3 separate regions of the Mus musculus genome follow, and regions 2 and 3 are each linked to region 1. A link is a contact called in public HiChIP or PLAC-seq data. All regions are on one chromosome and are shown on one strand. Each heading gives the region's core, a stretch centred on a gene start, on an enhancer-like site or on the middle of the called end of the contact. The rest is flanking DNA. Distances are from core to core; before and after follow the strand shown. Region 1 overlaps Ptprm (protein tyrosine phosphatase, receptor type, M). Region 2 overlaps Ptprm (protein tyrosine phosphatase, receptor type, M). Region 3 overlaps Ptprm (protein tyrosine phosphatase, receptor type, M).

Evidence for each region. HiChIP or PLAC-seq counts read pairs in DNA pulled down with a chosen protein or histone mark.
Region 2: an H3K27ac HiChIP or PLAC-seq map of heart atrium shows a contact between it and region 1, with 8 times the contacts expected there. The contact joins two enhancer-like sites. A contact is called at or near these places in 2 of 484 Hi-C or Micro-C datasets (cerebral cortex and nephron progenitors) and 2 of 115 datasets of contacts at active chromatin or transcription factors (embryonic fibroblasts and heart atrium).
Region 3: an H3K27ac HiChIP or PLAC-seq map of heart atrium shows a contact between it and region 1, with 2.6 times the contacts expected there. The contact joins two enhancer-like sites. A contact is called at or near these places in 4 of 484 Hi-C or Micro-C datasets (adipose-derived mesenchymal stem cells, cardiomyocytes and embryonic fibroblasts) and 2 of 115 datasets of contacts at active chromatin or transcription factors (embryonic fibroblasts and heart atrium).

The regions. Positions count from the first base shown.
Region 1 is chr17:67,173,901-67,177,670 of GRCm38.p6, forward strand. All of the region lies in intron 2 of Ptprm (protein tyrosine phosphatase, receptor type, M), which reads right to left. Among named protein-coding and RNA genes, the nearest start is that of Gm52313, 110 kb to the right of the region's middle. Within about 2 kb of position 2,096, at least 17 of the 459 cell types and tissues checked have an H3K27ac peak or open chromatin away from gene starts, as enhancers often do. A contact at or near this core is called in heart atrium, where this site is marked.
Region 2 is chr17:66,971,330-66,975,099 of GRCm38.p6, forward strand. The region is part of intron 7 of Ptprm (protein tyrosine phosphatase, receptor type, M); the gene reads right to left. Among named protein-coding and RNA genes, the nearest start is that of Mir5709, 53 kb to the right of the region's middle. Within about 2 kb of position 1,817, at least 8 of the 459 cell types and tissues checked have an H3K27ac peak or open chromatin away from gene starts, as enhancers often do. A contact at or near this core is called in heart atrium, where this site is marked.
Region 3 is chr17:67,312,625-67,316,394 of GRCm38.p6, forward strand. The region is part of intron 1 of Ptprm (protein tyrosine phosphatase, receptor type, M); the gene reads right to left. Among named protein-coding and RNA genes, the nearest start is that of Gm52313, 24 kb to the left of the region's middle. Within about 2 kb of position 2,052, at least 32 of the 459 cell types and tissues checked have an H3K27ac peak or open chromatin away from gene starts, as enhancers often do. A contact at or near this core is called in heart atrium, where this site is marked.

The sequences.
Region 1 (3,770 bases), core at 846-3,345:
ATTTGCTTGACTGAATTAAGTAGCAATATATGCTCATCTATCTTTGCGCTATCTGGGAAATTATCTTATCAAAGTTGAGCAAATATTTTATAGAAATCTTAGGGTCTGACATAATATAAAGCTGAGGCAAGGATCTAGCTGTCCAAGACCTTGGAGTTACATATTAATCCCTCATGCCTATTTATACCAAAACAGGACAATGTGTCTAAACAGTATCTTACTCAAGTGTTTGAATGTTTTAAGGTGGTATTTCTTTAAAGAATAAAAAGGATCATCGTTGTATGTAATTTTAAATGATTTTCTCCTCTAATAGTATATACTGGGACTAGTGGATAAGTCCTCTCAGGACAAGTATGGCAGAAGCTGATAGTACGTATTTTCTACAGGCGTCTTCACTCAGCCACACACTCGAAGTCCTCCTCCCTCAATACAGGAACAACCCAGAGAAATCTGGTCACATGGTCCTCTTGGGTTCTTTTCATGTCCCATGTAAATATCCCCCTTGAGGGCAATCTCAGGAAATGTGTTGAAGATGCCAGGGTTGCCGCAGCTTAGATGTATGTGTGCAGACCTCAACCAGGTTCACCCTCCCATCTGGAACCACCCTGGACCATAGAAGAGATGGAAACTAGGGATTCAAAGTGGTAAAGCCTTACACTATGAGATCTGCTTATCACAGCACCTGGGTTAACACAGAGACCCCTGCCTCTCCAAATTTAACAAAATCGAAAGAGTTCTGTATTCATTAGAAAACCTCAAGTGTTAAGCTAGGGATCTAGATGACAAGGCCTACTCAGCTCAGACATGTTGCACTCTCAGAAGTCATCCAACAAGTCAATAGCCATTTGTAGGTAGCTACTTTATGTGTTCCTATGAAGGAGCATACAAAGAAAATGACAGTGTCCTATAAGAATGAAAGAAATCATGGCTTAGCTAGGAGTATGACACTTCTGCAAATTGAGAAGTATTACAGACAAAGCCTTCTACTATAATGCACACACAAGACAAACTCAAGTTCCCTTAAAAGGCAAATCCCTTGGTCACAGTTCATTTTCTTGTTTATTCGTTTTTAAGCTACAATACAGAATAGGTTTTATTGTGACATATTTACACATATCTACCACAGTGCCTTATTCCTATCTACCACCTACACACATACATCACCCCCATCACAGCCTGTTCTTTGGTTTCCATGTTTATGTCTTATCTGTTTTGGTGCACGAATATACACGTGTGCTTAACCAACTTTCTTCTCCAGTTCTCAAGCTTACAACCATTCCCTGCAAATTAGCTTCTGATTCTTTTCTTTTCTTTCCTTTCCTTTTCTTTTCTTTTCCTTTCAGTTTTCTGGATGCAAGTTCCTTAGTACAGAAAAGCACTGGGCTTAAGAATTGAAAATCAATCATCTTTCCAGGGAGATTGGTACAAATAACAAGAATAGCCACAAATGCAGCAAATACCAAGGCTCTAACAGGCTTTGTAACAGTTCTTAATTTTGAAAGGTATTATTGAGCTTGTCAAATAAAAAAAAAATTCTAAGAATCTCTTCTTTAATATACTTGAACTAAATATAAAGCAGTCAAGAGAGATAGAGAAAAAAAAAACCCACATTTACCTAAATTATAAGATCCTACGTAGCTAGGAACACTTTTTAGAAATCCCTTTCCCTTTGTGTTATTGGGGACACAGAGGAAAATAAGACTAGACTCTCTACTTATGATGACTTCAGAAGTCTGTGGTCAGATCTGACCACTGGGATTGACTCTGAACCACACAGAGGTTAGGATTGGCCTGGTACTGGCTCCCCACCATAGGCAGTGCTCTAGGAAATCTCTGCCCCCTGCTCTGCTGGGGATGAGTCCTTAAAGAAAACATTGGTCTTATCCACTACAGATTACTAACGATAGATGACTATATGCAGTGCAAAGATAAATAAGAATTCTCCACAGGCCCAAACAGGCCAGAGGCCTAGGGAATATTCATTGTCACACTTTAAGTATCTGCATCTGAAGCAGAAGTCAAGCCAGACACCTGGGGCCTGGAGCCCTGGTCCCAGTAAAAGGCTGAAGGATTACAAGTCTCCACCTGCTGGGGAATTTGAGGAATTACCAAGAGCAGAAGGTGTGGCTTGGCTGAAAGCTTATCCGAAGGAACTGAGTAAGAAAGCACTACCTTTTCTGGGAGATTCCAATGTGCTTATTTCTGTCTAGCACAGCTACAGCTTTTAGTCATCAAAGGTTGAAATGCAACAGTGTGGTGTTTCTGGTTGTTGGTTGGTTGCTTGCCAAAGTCAACAGTGTATGAACCAAACGGGGCCATTTCATGGAGATCTTCTGTCTCTCTGTGAAGGTAATGAATTCATTCTGAAGTTGTGCTTGAGAAAAAAGCTCTTCATCTTGGAGGACACAAAATCAGTGCCTGATCATGATAGGCATACCACAAGAGTATAACTTAAAAAAAAAAAAAAAAAAAAAAAAAAAAAAAACCCAGTGGGTCCCAAAATAAAGTGAAAATGGACAGGAAACCAAACTGTGGGCTGGAGGGAGGTGAATGGATGTTGTGGGAAGATCTGAGGTGGGGGATGGGTCAGCACTCATTGTGTACACATGTGAAACTGTTAAGGGAAAATATTTAAGGAAAGAGAGAACCAATGAGCTAAGAGATCATCTATTTCTTCCCCTCCAAGCTTATAGCATACAAGCTAAAGAAAACTATTCAAATCACTGCCTTAACTATATTACCATAAAAGTCAGGGTTCATACCTTTGACATATCAGCAAATCCAAGTAGAACACAGAACTTTCCTCTAGAAATAAATCTGTCCCCTCCCATGAGTGACCTATGGATGGGGGTGAGGAAAAACCCACCCGTGAGGTGAACTGTTATTGATTTTTATATAATTTCCATCAAGCACCATTTCCAAGTCTCTCTGAAACGTGTTTAGTCATCTTTATACCATCTTGTCACTATACATTTCATAATAGAAGAAGTCGAACTGATTTTATCATGACACTATATATGACAGCTAGCAGTTAAAAACCTCAGAAGTGGTACTACTGAATGAATTTAGATGGCCCTGCTCATATATATGTTTGAATAATTCACTTTACTCTGCCTTCTATTCCTTAGAAATCCTATACTCAATTTCAAATGTATGAATATTAATCCTATTTTCCAATTGTTCTGGAGCATGAGATTTCATAAACTCACCCTTCACAGAATTAATAACATCCACACACGGTTATGTTGCCTGCTAAGATGCCATTCGGCGTGTATTATTTTATTTGAAGCTCTAGTGAAATGTATTTGTTAGTATAAAGAACTCAGTAACCGAATGAACTATTTATATTATCTTTATTCAAAGAGAGAGTGAATTATCATCCCCAGGGGTATCCTTTATTCAGTTTCTAGAAGTTCTTCCCCTCTTTTCCTTGCTGGCTTCTCTGCAAACTATAAATTGAGGTAGTCATCTCTTAAGAAAGCCTTTCACAGGACTTCTCCGAGCATCTTCCTGGACCCCCAAAGTCCCTGAGATCCTTCCAGGGAACCTCAAATAAAACTATTTCCATGATAACAGAACACTTGACAGTCCTGTCCCCACGTTCCTCTCACCCATTCACAGGTACAGTGTTGCTCTGCTGCCCAAGGGAACGGACGGATGCTCATTCTCCTTGTGTTCCCCACCCCCACTCCCTGCCCAGTTTTCTTACATAATCCGAAAGTTAGCAGTAGGCATTACCCACATTGACACTTTAAATCTTTAAAAAAAAA
Region 2 (3,770 bases), core at 567-3,066, 200 kb before region 1:
AAGAAATGTTTCATGGTCATTTATCCCACTGTCTTCTTCTGTTTATCCCACTGCTTGTCTTCTGTTTAATATGCCTTTATGTCTGGCCTATTCCATTTACATATGGATGACAGCACCAACTTTTTCCTTTAGATGAAAGCACCTCTCCTGATCTTACAAACTCCACTGGCAAAGGCTCCAGACAGTTTTCATCTTGTAGCCCAGAAGCATGAAGAAGGGATGAAGTCACATGGCCATCAAGAGTCTCTTGTCTTCTCACCACATACCATCCTTGTCTTGTTCCCTGTACCCTGGTCTGGAGGAGGGGTACCTTGTTGGAGATTTCCTAATGTGCAGGGCTATACAAAGTTACATGCACACACACACACACACACACACACACACACACACACACACACACACACACACACAGTTAGCACCAACACTGGAGAGCACTGGAGCTGTGACTCATACATAGCAGGGCCGTTTCCTCTGCTTTTGTAGGTTCCTATCCTTTCTTTATAAAACCTTGCCAGACTCTTATCCCCTTGAGCCAAATACCAATGAAGCTGCCACATATAAGGGCTAGTGCACGGCTATTCCTCACTGGAGTACTGTGCCCCATCAGTGTGCGGTTTGTTTGTTAATTCTGTTAGTAGCTGAGGTCTGTGAGGTATGTCATGCGGTGTAACATTTACTCAGTGACTGCTGTTAACTCCAGTCATCCTTTGTATGGTGGCAAAAAGTTCAAATTTTCATGAGTATACACAGATAGCAATTATACTGGGCTGCTGATACCTTTAAAAAGAACAGCAGTCTATCTTCTCAAGAAATGTGGCTCTTTCCATCCTTTGTGCTCCATTCTCAGTAAAGAGGTAGACTACCCACATGCAAGTCATGGTACAGTTGGAACAAATCTACAGACATTTCTTTTAGACTCGGTGGCCAAGGCTCATGGGGAGGTGGGGTTTGGGAGTGTGTATGCCAGGGCAAATATGAGAAGGGGGTGCCACCTAGCATTGACCTTGTTGTCTTGGAGCAGGGGTTGTACAAAGCACTGATTGATATTGTCAGACCTATCCTTTTAATGGCCTCATTGATCAGAACTTCTCACCAACACACTGTGAATGCTGGGAGATGTCTTCTTCTAAGCTGTGGGAAGCAGAGAGATTAAATGGTGTCCTTAGTCAAGGATAACAAATTCAAGAAAACAAACCACATTTAGGTGGGCAAATAAGGCCAACAGTCACAAAGAAGACCTGGTGGTGGTGGTGGGTGATCAGTAACCTACTTTATTGCCAATAGGTTCCCTCTTATGTTCGGAATACTTAATAAAAAAAAATACAACTGTGCTGATGTAGACAGACACAGGAGAGAAAATAAACGCAAGACAGAGGAGACTCAGGGTGAGCGCTATTCTGCCACCTCTGTCCCAATAAAAGGTGATTGAAGAATGTAACATTTGGATCTGTAGAAGCTTTCTATTACGGTCATCTCTGTTTTTACAGATTCATATTCTTTTCAATGTCATTTTTGGCTGGAATTCGCACGCTATGAAAGCTACCCATCTTAAAGTGCAGAATTCAGCAGCATGGGGCACTTTCACCAAGTCAAGCGGCCATCATCAAATCCTAGGTTCTATGTAGTTTCAGCCCCTTAGAGAAGGGCTGCATATCTCACAGGTCTCTTCCCATTTTTTTTTACACCACCTTTGCCCCCACCACCCAAGCCTTGACAACCACTAATTTATTTCCCTTTTGTATAGACTTGACTGAGCTGAACAGTTCCTAAAACTGGAATCACACAGTAAGTGGGCTGCTGTGGCTGCCTTCCGTATTTTTAGCATGTTTCTAGCACTCATCTGCTAGAGCCAAACTGAGCCTCCACCGTCTCTTACTTACTGCCAGATAATATTGTGCTTGACAGATACACTCCACGGCTTTGTTTCATCCATTCATCAGTGGATGGGGACTCAGAGTTCTTTCCATTTTGGGCTTTTGTAAATAGCACTGCTATGAACATTCATGTACAAGATTTGTGTAGACACATTTTTATAAGTTGTGGGAGTATTCTTAGGACTGTAACTTGGAGCATAATTACTATATATTTAACCATTTGGTTTTCCAAGCTGATGATACTCTTTTATATTCCCATCAAAAAATATATAAGGGATCAAATTTCTCTGATCCTTGTCACATCTGTTATTTTCTGTTTCTTACTTTATCTCTTTCTTTTTTTTTAAATAAAAAATAGCAATCCTATTTTTCTAATAAACATGATGCTAAGATTCTATTGATATGCTTAATAGGCCCCTTGTGTATCGTCTATAGAAAAATGTTTGCTCAAATCCTTTGTCCCTTTTCACTCGATTTTCTTTGCCTTATTGATTAAAAGGTTCTTTGTAGATGTTGGATATCAGTTATTTGCCAAATATATAATCTGAAAAATACTTCTACTATGCTTTGGCTTGGATTGCAACACTTTAAATTTGATTACATTCGATTTGTCTGAAATTTTGTTCCTTCTGGTTCTGGTGTCTTATCTGAAGACACAATCTAAGATCACAAAGGCTTATGTCTATACTTTCTTCTGCTAATTGTATGCTTACAGGTCTTGCCTTAGCTCCTGCCTCCATCCTTTGCTTGGGTTTGCATGTGCTGTGGGGTTCAACTTCGTTCTATCATTTTTTTTTTATTTTTGATGAGATCATTCTTTCCCATTCAAAGATTTTGACATCCTAGATGAACATCAATTGGTCAAAATGTAATAGAAGTTTATGTCTAAAGTTTTAACTCTCTTGCATGGATTTGTGTGTCTACACAATGCCAGTATCCCAGAATAGTGATTACTGCATTTATACAGTGACTCCATTCTTGAGTTAAATACTCACACTCTTGATTGACTGGGAAAGCTGATCAATCTCTACTTCTACTTCAGGTAGGCCAACATGCGTGAAGCATACAAAAAAGCATTTGTATCTTTCCTGCATTTGTATCTTTCCTGCATTTGTATCTTTCCTGCATTTGTATCTTTCCTGCATTTGTATCTTTCATGCATTTGTATCTTTCATGCATTTGTATCTTTTATGCATTTGTATCTTTCCTGCAGTACCAGAGGTTAATAAATCACTTTCCATTCATCTCTCAGAAAACATCAGCTGAGAACCACTGTTTTTCTATTGGAAAGGGAGATGAGGAAGACACCCTCATTTACCACACACTACTGGGCCCTAGACTGGTGTCTGTCTTGACCTGTAAAGACTAGAGCAAGTGCTGACTCGGTTCCTAATGGCTTGCGGCCATCTTTCCTACATGATCCCAACCTCCTTTAGTGCCCTATTTGGAAAAACTGAAGGCCATCCAGTGTTTGCTGATGGTCATATCAAGTACCATGGCTTTGCTATCTCCCAGTCTGAAAAAGGGGGAGGGTCCGTTGATGAGAGCATTAGTAAAGGACAAACTTCCCATGGACCAGCCTGGCCTCTTAACTTTTGTCAGCCTCCACTTCTCTGACCCTCCTGGATCCTTGCTTTCTCTCTTAACACCTCCATTCTTTTTTTAAATGCCCAGTGACCTCTATAGAAAATTCCCCATTGCAGTTATTGCTGGTTAGAATGTATCTCTATCACATTTATGTTTGGCTCAGTTTATCTCAGTAGACACCTAGGGATGGGAGGCAAGGTTGGGTGGGAGACCTGACTTTGTGTAGATGCCTAAGTATAGGAGAAACATTCCTCTCAACACGTGTAAAGAGAAAAAGAACACTCAAAACATTGCCCTTAAATAGCATAA
Region 3 (3,770 bases), core at 802-3,301, 140 kb after region 1:
CATTTGTTCCAAAAAAATTTTTTTTCTGCTATAAAATTGGCAACCAAGTTGGGAGGGGAGAAGTTTTGCCATGGTGGGTGAGTTCTAAAATAAATAAGAATAGCATAACAAACAACAGCTGATTTTAAGACTTTTATCACTGTTTTTCTATAAACGGCTGCTCTTGGGAATGATGTGTGGCAGTTTTCCAGTGTGTGGAGCTGATTCAGTGGTTCACGTTAGAATTGTATCTTGAATGGGAAAGATGGCTCTTTGGTTAAGAGCACTGACTGCTCTTCCAGAGGGGGTGAATTCAATTCCCAGCAACCTCGTGGTGGCTCACAACCATCTGCAATGGGATCCGATACCCTCTTCTGGTGTGTCTGAGACAGCGACGGTGTATTTGTATGCATAAAATAAATAAGTAAATCTAAAACAAACAAACAACAATTAAAAAAAAAAAAACCTGGTTGCTCTTCCAGAGGACTCAGATTCAATTTCCAGCACTCGCAATCATCTGTAATTCTAGTTCTAGAAGATGTGACACTCTCTTCTGGACTCCGTGGGTACCAAACACACCTGGCGGTGCACAGACGCACAGGCAAAGCATCCAGACACGTAAGGTAATTTAAAAAGAACTAAAATTAATCTGGGTTACACAAGAATTTCTCCTCAATGTTCCAAATGGAACTGGTGTTAAAACTGAGAGAGAGAGAAAAGCCAAACCCTCCCTCAATGGCGCTAGGACCACCTCAGAATGACGAACCCTGAAGATCATTGTGTCTGGTCTCAGACAGGTCTGACCATCAGAGTGACCATACCATGCCACCCAACAGTAAGTCCGAAGACAGTATTCTACCCCTGTGTGTCTGCTTCATTCCTTACACTTCCAAGGAAGATCCATGGTGCCAGATGAGCAGGACCCCTCCCTCCCTCTGTTCTTCAGGCACCCAACCTCTCCTCTAGTCCTTTGCACGGAATGAAGGCCAGGTCAGCTGCCCAGCTCACACGATGGTAAGGTCAAAACGTTAGATCCTTTGGCTCACTTCTCCTCCATGCACACTTCCTTTCATAATCATAAGCTTGGCATCACCAATGCTTTTTTAAAAATTATTTATTTATTTTATGTATACGAGTACACGTTAGCTTTCTTCAGACACACCAGAAGAGGACACCAAATCCCATTACAGATGACTGTGAACCACCATGTGGTTGCTCGGAATTGAACTCAGGACCTGTGGAAGAGCAGTCAGTGCTCTTAACCGCTGAGTCACCTCTCCAGCTACCATCACCAATGCTCAATAGCCCAGAAGCAACCCACACTTGCACATCTGTCCATTCAGCCCCCTGAGAGACGCCTGCAGGTTCAGCAGAAACAAAACGGCACCTTTAGGAGCTTTCGTGAGGGTTGTGTGTCCCCACCTTCGAGACATGATTTCCCCCAGCACAGAACCTCTGCATATCTTCCTCACAAATCTCGTGTTTCTTTAGAAGAGCAGCAGCCACATCCAAACCCATCATGATCCCCTAGATGTACCTCCTGCATTTGGCATGAGGTCTCCTTGTGAGCCTCTCTGATCCTCAGCCTGTCTCCAGGGCTGTCCAATTTATATTGAAGCCCTGCTAGGCATGCAAAGAGCTGGAACAATTCATTGACAACCTGAATCCTTTCTTTCTTTCTTTCTTTCATTTTATTCTTTTTCTTTTCACCCAAAAAGAGAGGGGCAATTTTGGTAAATCCCAAATAAAAGAATAAATGGATCAGGCTCAACGCCAGTAACTGGAGAGATCGATACACCAACTGGAAACCACTTTGTGTATAAGAAGGGGGGAAATAGTATATCTGACCCAGTGTAATGATTTCATAAATTGTTGTGTTGTTATCAAAGTCTCTAAGGTGGCAGAACAACCCTCTGTAAAGAGTGAGGTTTGGATGAAGCAAACCCCTGGTTTACTTACAGCCAGTGTGTCAGCTCTAAACCCACTGAAATTGTGTCCTGGCCAGAGCAAGTGTTTACTGTACAAGCTGGGTGCCACAGGGCCACAGGGATCAATGCTCCATTGTGAAGTGCAGGCTTAGCTGACTCCACAGGCTACTGTGTGTACCGCAGCAAGACCCCAGAGAGGATAGAAACCACCATTGAGCAGAGGAGCAAGAGTTTCACTTGTTTTGAAAGCCAGTGCTACCAACCAGCAGTTCCAGAAGTGAAGTTGGAAGAACACAGAGGCAGCAGATCTTAGACAAACACACAAATCCTGGCAGCAAATCAGAGAGGGGAGGGAGGTCGGGGGAGGGCATCCTTGTGAAGATCTAGCCTTGTCTAGATCTTGCTGGTACCCAGATGAGGGGGAACGAAGCCAGCCAGCCAGACCAAGGCCAGGCAGAGGTGCAGGCTGGTGCTGGGATCCACTTAGCACCCAAACAAAACACTACAGAAGAACTCTAAAACTGGAGTGGGAAGAAGGCATTCTCCTGGTGTTCCAAGCCACTCAGTAAATTTCACAACCGGTGAAAACTCCAAGTACTTCCTTGATTTAAAGTTAAAAATTATTACAGAGTTAAATGAGAGCATGAAGGAAAGGGATTCAAATGAAGTAATTCTTAGAATTGTAACAAAGCCTTCCCTTTCCCTCCTAACGCTTTTAATGTCAGGAACTGAAAAGTAAACTCCGTGAGGCACTAAGAAGCATCTTGTGTTCATATGTGTGTATGTATGTACATGTTTTTCTCTGTGTGTATTCATGTGTGTGAGTGTGCATGTGTGTGAGTATGTGTGTGGGTGTACATGTGTGTGTTTGTGTGGGAGAGTGTGGGCATGTATGTGTGTGAGTGCATGTGAATGTGTATGTCTGTGCATGTATGTGGGAGAGAGTGCATGCATGTGTATGTGTGTGTACATGTGAGTGTGTGTATATTCATGTGCTTGGGCATGTATGTGTATGTACCTGTGTGTATGTAGGCATTGTGTGCATATGTGAGTGTGTGTATGAGTGTGCATGTGTGTGCATGTGAGTGCATGTAGATATGAGTGTGTGAGTGTAGTCCCTGTGTGCAAAGGTGAGTGTTTGTATGTGCGTGCACATGTGCATACCTACATGTGGCCTTAGTGAATGTTGGGTTGCCCCATCCTTATTTTAAAGAGAGGTTCTCTCACTAGCCCTGGAGTTCACCAACTTTGCTACACTGGCTGGCTGGGATTAGAGGAGTGTGCTTCCAGGAATGGCATTTGTTTGTGGCTATTGGGGGATTACATGTAGGTCCCCATGTATGTGCCCCAAACATGGCACATATTTTATCAACTCAGTCATCTCTCCAACCCCTGAAAAACACTTTTTATTCCAGCATGTTAATTTTAAGGTTTATGATCATAGCGTGAGAAGAAATAGACTTGTGAGATTATAGCATTTTATGTTTATATTATTTATTATGTTTTATTTATACATGGCTTTTCCGAAAAATTTCCAAATAACTCCAACATCAATGTTAAACACTGTTGAAGCCAACCACGTCTTTTTTTTAAAGCCTTTCTCTGGCCTTTTGATGTTTTCTTCTCTTTTTCTTCCTTTCTCTCTGCCACAGTGAGCCAAAGGTGACTGAAGAGGACTAAGCTGACCAAGATTTTATCACCAAGGTACTGACCCAAGGCTCTCTTTTGCAGTCCTGTCTAAGAACATGGACTGGAATGGAGACTCCAAGAACTCCACAGGAAAGCTTGGCAGAACAAATGTCTCCTCATCTCATAGCCATTACAACGGTCTCAGTGCACCCCTCTCCTGGGGCAACTTCAGCT